2 separate regions of the Rattus norvegicus genome follow, and region 1 is linked to region 2. Evidence: chromatin contacts called from public Hi-C data. All regions are on one chromosome and are shown on one strand. The core of a region is the stretch at or near the end of the contact, and the rest is flanking DNA. Distances in the headings are between cores, read along the strand shown. Region 1 has its middle 110 kb from the start of Dusp4. Region 2 holds the start of Dusp4 (dual specificity phosphatase 4).

Region 1 (4,224 bases), core at 302-2,801, 120 kb before region 2:
ACGCCTCTGACATTGTGGTGTCATCTCTTCTGCGTTCACCTCCTTTTTCTGAGGTGAATGAACCTTGCCCGGCTGCAAATCCACCTGCTTAGGGGCACTGGCAACTTCCACAGATGTCAATCAATGGGAAAGATGGCTGGCGGCAGTGGAGGAGAGACCGTGGGAAAAGTAGCATTGTACACGTGTCACGTGTCAGGGGAATATTCTCTGGATGAAGGGAAGTCGCTCACCATCCTTATACGGACTTCCTGTTTATGAAGGTAAATCCTAAAACACGGTCTTTATGCAGTTGTTAAGAAACACCGGCTCTGGGCTAGAGGAGAGTTGTCTCTGACTGCTCTTCCAGAGGTCCTGAGTTCAATTCCCAGCAACCACATGGTGGCTCACAACCATCTGTAATGGGATCCAATGCCCTCTTCTGGTGTGTCTGAACAGTGTACTCACATACTTAAAATATATGTCTTTTTTTAAAAAAAAGAAAGAAAAGAAACAGGAGCTCCATTCCAGTTTCTTCTGGAAGCTATGACTTCCCTGCCCCTCTTCCAAACTGGACATCCTCAGAGACTTACCATCCTGCAGAAAGAGCTCTGGGGAGCCAGGATTCTGGAAACCAAATGAAGACAGCCACAGAAGAAAGGCAAGACATTTCAGTAATATTCAGGGGTCAACATCGGAAAAGTCAGTACAGGTGAAACGTCACTTACCCAGAATTCTAAGTGTTTTAGATTTCAGGTTTTCCCAAATTTGGGAATACTTGCATATTCAAAAGGAGCTCTAGTGGGACCTGGACCTGCGTTCTGTCAGGAAACTTACACAAACTTTATATGCACTGTACACACAGAGGCCCTGGTGGTAGTTATATATGGCATTTGCAGTGTCTCTTTGTTTCAACAGCGAATCTCCATGACATGAGTTGAAATCTAGAAATTTCTACCATGGCAGGATATTGGCACTCAAAGGGTTTGAAACTCAGGAGAACTTCAGGTTTCGGCCATTCAGGCTTGGGAATCTCGATGTGTGTGTGTCCATTTAGTCAGCCTACATTTAAGTCTGTGAGCATCTGGAAAGGAAAGGAAACAGAGATGCTAAAAAAAAAAAATCCACTCACTGTTTTCTAGAAATGTCCTGACTGCCTGTCCACTTGAGACTGGGGAGCACTTAGGGAAGAGGAGTTGTTTGACAACAGGCTCTCAGGCTAAGGAGTTTGCTGAGCTCTGGGGACCGTCTCTCCAGCACACAATGGCTGTCCATCCTTTTCCAAGCCCAGACACTCCCTTTCCCTATCTTGGGACACACGTGTACGAGGCAGCAGAGAAAAGACAAGAGCAACAGTGTTCAGAGAGAAAGGGAGAAATAGGCCCAGTGGCCTTTGCAGTGCCCTTTAAACTCTGGCAAAAACAACAGCGGCCTTGTGCTAATCCAGTCTAATCTTTCAGAATTTATGTTCCTTAATTCTTCTCCTTGGCTTCCATTCAGACTAAAGAAACACATGGCCTTGGCTGAACCAGGTTCTACCCTGCCAAATCTCAGGTCTGACCCAAGTGCCAGAGCCTGGGTTCCCTCAGGCAGCTGCCCTGTCACCTACTTGGGTGTGCTGGTCCCAGGCATCGGGTAGGTTAAAGGTTCAGTCTTCAGTGGGAAGGTGGGACTTTCAAAGGATCTAAAGAGATGGTGGCTTTATCTTCTTAGGAGTCGCTCAAGCCTCTGCTTAGTCACTCATGTTCTTCCCCAGAATTAAACACACAGGCTGGCTCACGTCTGATGAAGCTGCTTTTTAAAAATACTTGCATCAGAGCAAAGTAGGGAAAATAAACTTACTCCTGAGGAGAGAAACTGAAGCCCACACCAGTCCTTACACATCCAAACACAGATGCACAATGAAACAGGTTAGAGTCCCACGAGCATTTAAAAATCTGTGATCCAGAAAGGGCTGCAGGCTGCCGTGGGGGCAGGCCTGTGGGTCTATTTTAAGCAACTTTGACCCAGATCAGGTAATATCAGACTCTGTACTTAGTTCCAGAGTCCGTTTGGGACAGACTCATAGCCGAGAGTGGGTGTTGTGCTGAGTGTCCTGGTCCATGTCATCTGCCTTCAGTGGTATTAGTGGTCCCGCTCAACCCCTCTGGTCACTCAGGGACCAGGAACGATTGTCATAAAAGTCAAGAGTTCAAACAAAAACGAAATGGAAGCAAATTAATTACCTCTTCTCAACACCCTTGAACAAAGGGGGTTTATTTGGTATAAGCGAGCATGGATGGCAAGGAACGCATTTCTTTTTTTTCTTTTTTTATTCTTTTTTTTCGGAGCTGGGGACCGAACCCAGGGCCTTGCGCTTGCTAGGCAAGTGCTGTACCACTGAGCTAAATCCCCAACCCCAAGGGAACGCATTTCTAAATCCTTCCCGTTTGTTGCATAAAACTGATGTTGGGCCAGTGTGCTCCCATGCTGCATGGGGCAGGCGTGATCCCTCCCCTACAGTGTGTTGCTGCAGAGAGAAAACGGCCCTCACCTCTGGAAGATGGATGGACTCACAAAAGGACACTGGGCTGTTTCCAACCTGCTAGCTAGCTAGCAAACGCAAGCATACCACCTTTTCTACGCCTGCGCTCGTTTTGTTGTTGTTGGGGGCAGGGGGTGGTGGTGGTGGTTGTTGGGTGCTGGGGAAAACAGAAGAAAGGATTTGGTCAGTTCTGCTTCCCTGCAACCATTCAGGAGTTACGGGTCAGTATCATTTGCAAAGGAGTTGAGATGGATGAAATATTCATACGAAAGAAAACTAATGTCACTAAATGCAAAAAGATAACAGGAGTGAAAGCTTTGTCTGCTGCAGAGTGGAGACCGAACCCTTGCAATTGGCAATTGTGAATCCTCTGAGCTGTGAGTTTTGGATGAAGAATGGCAGGTGTGGTCTTGGCCGACTTGCTTTGGCAATACTGCATTTCTCATCCTGATACCTCAAAACACAAATGTGTCAACAAAAGGAGCTTCTTCCTTCCTTGTGTAAGCGGTAATGATTAGCACAAGGTAACCCAGGAAAGACAAAAATGACAGGGTCCGTCCCAGCTTCTAAATATCTAAGAAGTGAAGAAACAATAATCTTTTAAAGGAGAAATTATTTTTATTTCATAATTATTTGTGGATGTCTGCATATTCATACTTGAGAGCAAATGGCCTTGGAGGCCAAAGGCATTAGATTTGCTGAACCTGGAGTCACAGGCAGTTATGAGCCCACAAGACCTCATCTTCACGGCCGAGGCATCCCTTCAGCCAGTGAGGTAACAAGTTGTCTACCTTGGAAACATGGGTTTCCTGGATGGTAACATACTCCTGGGAACAGACTATAAACAGGGCTGCCAGATGCAAATGCAGGACCCTCAGGTCCACTGCTTTCCAGATAAACTTCACTACAAATGTTCGCCAAATACTACATAGTATTTACTCACACCTAAAAGTATTTATCTGGGCAAGTAGTGAGACCCTGTCTCAGAGGGTGAGGGATATGAATCCAGGGAAGAATGGTCAGGGAGAGGAAGAGGAGAGGGGGGGGCAGGAAAGGAGGGTGGGAGGGAGGGAGAAAAGGAGGGAGAGAAAATGTACCTGGACACTGCGTGTGTGTGTGTGTGTGTGTGTGTGTGTGTGTGTGTGTGTGTGTGTGTGTGTATTTCCCCCTCCATCTGGCAATTTTAGCATCAACAACGTCTTCTCCAAACTCTCTCTCCTAGAACTGCCACCACCTCTCCATGCTTACTTAAATCCTGCTCGCCCTGAAATTCCTCTCTTGGTGTCTCCTGTATATACTGTCATTTCCCTTTGGGAATCCCATAGCTTTGTCCACAGAACACCACGCTGTGGCCTATAGTGTCATTCCAGGATGACTTTCTATGCTTCCATGACCACTCTTCACAGACGGCAAGCCATCTGGGACAAAAACATCCCCAACTTTTCCTTTTCTCCCCACGCATCATCCTGCCTGGGACTGATAGAGGAAACTGCTATGTAAACCATAGAAAACCCGTCTGATGTAGGAAACTGAACACTTGACAAAGAGGCGATCTCTCAGACTTTTGGCTGTGAGCCATCTCTCCAGCCCAACGACATATCACTGCCTCCCAAGGTCTGCACAGGTAAAGGGAGCAAAGTGTGGAGGAGACATCTAGAAACCTCCAGATAAATAAGTGAATGAATAAATAAAAGTTTAAATAATTTGCTAGTGGACGAAAGGTG
Region 2 (3,782 bases), core at 315-2,814:
TTAACTGAAAAAACCCATAAACAAAATAAGAAACGCAGTGCCATTTTGGAACCCAAGGTAACAAGGAAAATTCTCCACAGATGATTGCCCCCTGCAACGCCCACTGGACCCAGAAAAGGGTGTTGGGGACTTCAGAGTGCAGAGAGTCTGTAGGAAGCCTTGAAAATGGGAGTTGGAGGTGATCTCTGGAGAGCCGCTCTGCAGAAAACAAAGCAAAGGTAACTGAGTGGAGAGAGGGTTTAACCGGGGGAAAGGACCCTGAGGCTTTGGCTGCCCTCGCTGCCTCAGTCAGGCTTCTACTCGCAACCTGAAATGGAATATTCGACCTGGCCGCTACCAAACCCCGTAATTCCCTTGTTCGGTGATTAATTCTTGCTAACAAGACTTGGCAAGATCTCGGCCGAATAATTTTTGGCTTCTGTAAGGTCCCCACCACATGCGCGCATAACCTCCTTTCTTGCCAAAATCAAGCCCTTGGGAAATTAAATGTCCCCGGGAAGGTAAAAGCGGGGTGCAGATGCTACGTGACCTGGAAAGAGGGATGTAGAAACTCGAATCGTCTCTGAGCTTATTAAATTTGCCTTTTAAAAGGTCACTCTTCGCATGGACACTTTTCAACATCTTCCTTCGCACCAAATGTAGACCTTAACAATTATTTCCTTAGAGGACATTGCGTGTGAGCAAGAGGGAGGCGAGGACTTCCACCAAAGCGGAAAACCTCCGGGTATATCCCTCCTCCCCCCCTTCCCATGGTTAAATAATCAGGTTTTAGGAAGCTTGGGCCGGAGTGCTTCCCATTCTCCTGCACGGGCACACCATTCGGCCAATTAACGCCCCCCTCTGGGTTGTAAAGTAACAAACCCCTACACCTCTCTTTTGTTATTGGGCTTTGGCGCGAGGACTTCCCTTTCATCTTTCAAAGTCCGGGGTTTGCCCAGGTTCCGCGGGAAGCTATAAAACCGATCTAATAGCTCCGGACGGAAATCGATCACGCAAATGTATAAACTAAGTCCGGGGAATCGCATTAAAAACAAAACAAGACACAACCGGCCGGACCCGAAGAGCAAGCTTTAGTCCGGCGAGAAGAGGTCCCAAGCCCTGCGGGGTGGCAGCCATACAGTGTCAGGTTCCACCCAGCGAGACCTCGGAGACTTGGGGGGCGGGGGGGGAGCGCAGGGGTGAAGACCTCCACGCTGAGAGCCCAGGCCTCGGTTAGGCCCGCGTCGCCACCCGCTACTAACACAACGCCGAACGCCGCGCTCCGGGGCTGAGGAAGGACAGGGAGCCGCACGGCGGCTCCATTCACAAAGTCCGGGAGCTTCCGGCTTGCCGGCGGGTCGGAGGCTGCCTCCTTTTTCCTCTAGGTCTCGGTTTTATGAATGGGCCTGGCAGACAGCACCGAGCGCCCTGTTTACTCCTCTCTTTGTGACGTCGAGTTCCCGTGACTGGGTGCGAGGGGGCCGGCGCTCCATTCAAGAGTCGGGGTGGGGGCGGGGCGGGGAGCTTGCGTGGGGGGCGGGGCCTGGAGAGGTAGTAATGACTCTTCCCTCCCCCGGGAGAGCCGGCGAGCATTAATAAATCTCTAAGCAGAGGAGGAAACTCTGGCTGGGGCAGTGCGTGCAGCTCCGGCGGAGCGTTGGGGGAAAACGGCGGTGCCTAAGGCAGGAGCAGCCTAGCTAGCAAAACACACCAGGGGCAACAAACCGAGAGGAGCCCTCTCTCTCGTAAACATACTCCCCTCCTCGGTCACTTGCTCCGGGTGCCGTGCGCCCGCCTGCTTTGGCGCCAGAGAAGGCTCGGACTGCTATGTAACGTCGAGGCTGCGGGAGGAGGAGGAAGGGGTGTTGGGAGAAGAGCCTTGGGGCCAAGTTTGCGGGTCACTTCGGCAGGCGCCTTCTTAGCCTTCGCCTGTTCCTTCTTGTAGCCTAGCTGGCTTGGGTGCCCTTGGTCTTCTCCGGCTCCCCAGCTGCTGTGCTTTGCCGGCGACATGGTGACGATGGAGGAACTGCGGGAGATGGACTGCAGCGTGCTCAAAAGGCTGATGAACCGAGATGAGAACGGCGGCAGCGCGGGCAGCAGCGGCGGCAGCCACGGCGCCCTGGGGCTGCTGAGCGGCGGCAAGTGCTTGCTGCTGGACTGCAGGCCGTTTCTGGCTCACAGCGCGGGCTACATCCGAGGCTCGGTGAACGTGCGCTGCAATACCATCGTGCGGCGGAGGGCCAAGGGCTCCGTGAGCCTGGAGCAGATTCTGCCCGCCGAGGAAGAGGTGCGCGCCCGCCTGCGCTCTGGCCTCTACTCGGCTGTCATCGTCTACGATGAGCGCAGCCCGCGCGCCGAGAGTCTCCGGGAGGACAGCACAGTGTCGCTGGTCGTGCAGGCGTTGCGCCGGAACGCGGAGCGCACAGACATCTGCCTGCTTAAAGGTAAACCTGGGCGCCCGGGAGCGAGGTGGAGGGTAGGTGTAAGGGACTTGGTGACCTGAGCCCTGCTGGGCATTGGGAGGAAAGTACCGGAATGATTTCGGGCTGCTGGAGTCCCCTTCCTTGCGTGTCTTTGTGCGTGTCTGTGTGCACGGTTTTGCTGTGGTTTTGAGTACTAAGTCCTGGGGAGGCCGTGCTGGCGCGTTTCCCCAGTCACCTGCAGTCCGCACGCGTCCGAAGAGTTTCTGTGTTTATTGACATGAGCGGTTCTGGCCTGGATGCTGGCAGCTATTCCTCTGCGCAGCCCAGCCTCAAGTACTGAGCACGCACGCGCTCTTAAGTCCCACAGGGTTCAGAGAGGCCTGTTTCGGTATAACCCGGAGAACTGGAGAGGGGTTAAGGAAGGTGAATGCTGAGGTGAGATCTGTCTCGGGAGTTCCTACACAACCGGCAAATGAGGGAAGGAGAATTGGGTTGCAGATCTGGGGAGCGAACTGTTTTTCCTCTCCCGCTGCTTCAACTCAGAGCCTTCTTGGAAGGCGCCCCCCCCCCCCGCCCGGGTCTAAGGGAGGCTGGAGTGCTGTACTGGGGGGACACCAGACGCGTCTGCTCCTGCTAATCCCGGGAGCAGAGAATTACCTTACCACCTTTTGTTCACACATCATTCTCGGCTCTGCTAGCGGCGCGTGCCTGGTTAAAGCGAACCCTGGCCTGGGAAATAGGTGGCCGGAGAGAGGGTGGCTTGTCAAATTTAGAAGTCAGGCACCCCGAAAGGATCGCGCAGTATCCCAGACGCGGGAGGAAGGGACAGACCGCTCTCCGCACCTGCCTGCTAGGTCCGTGTGCGGGCTCCGGCTGGGGAGCACTGCGGTGGGGGGTGGGAGGAGGGTGGTCGCGCGCCCCCTGCTGCGCCGCGCCCCCCCACCTCCGGCCACCGCATTCCGCGCATTCTTTCGCGGGGGTCGGGTCTTCGCTTCCAAAGCCGGGAGATTTGTTTGACCTCCGCTTTCAAAGAGCCGCCCATTTCCCTGCAGAGGCTCTTCGCCTCCTCCTTCTATACTTTTTCTTTTGGTATCTTGTCCACCTTAAGGAAGGGAGGCCGGGAGCGAAGCCCTTTCTTCCGTCCCCTTCCGAACAGCACCGGGAAGCAGCCGGTTGCGGGCGAGCTGGGCTGGCCCTGCGGAACAGCGGGGGTCTTTGTTCTCCGCAGTTGTTTCCTGACCATTTGACCCGTCAGCTGCTGGAGAGACGCTGCTGTTGACCCGAGGCTGAACTGCCAGGGCCATTTTGCTGACTTTTCTTTCTTTTTCCGCGAGGGCCGCCTTTTGCTCTTCCAGCTGATGTCCCTAAAACGCTTTAGGA

The links. A called contact is a pair of places that touch in the nucleus more often than the background predicts.
Region 1: a contact with region 2 is called in a Hi-C map of liver, with 2.5 times the contacts expected there. The contact joins the enhancer-like site here to the promoter of Dusp4 in region 2. A contact is called at or near these places in 5 of 12 Hi-C or Micro-C datasets (kidney, liver, mammary epithelial cells and 1 more).

The regions. Positions count from the first base shown.
Region 1 is chr16:64,206,563-64,210,786 of GRCr8, reverse strand. No RefSeq gene overlaps it. Among named protein-coding and RNA genes, the nearest start is that of Dusp4, 110 kb to the right of the region's middle. Within about 2 kb of position 1,551, at least 5 of the 93 cell types and tissues checked have an H3K27ac peak or open chromatin away from gene starts, as enhancers often do. A contact at or near this core is called in liver, where this site is marked.
Region 2 is chr16:64,091,482-64,095,263 of GRCr8, reverse strand. Dusp4 (dual specificity phosphatase 4) reads left to right here and starts at 1,564. Exons shown (of 4, transcript NM_022199.2): 1 at 1,564-2,423. The coding sequence starts at 1,988.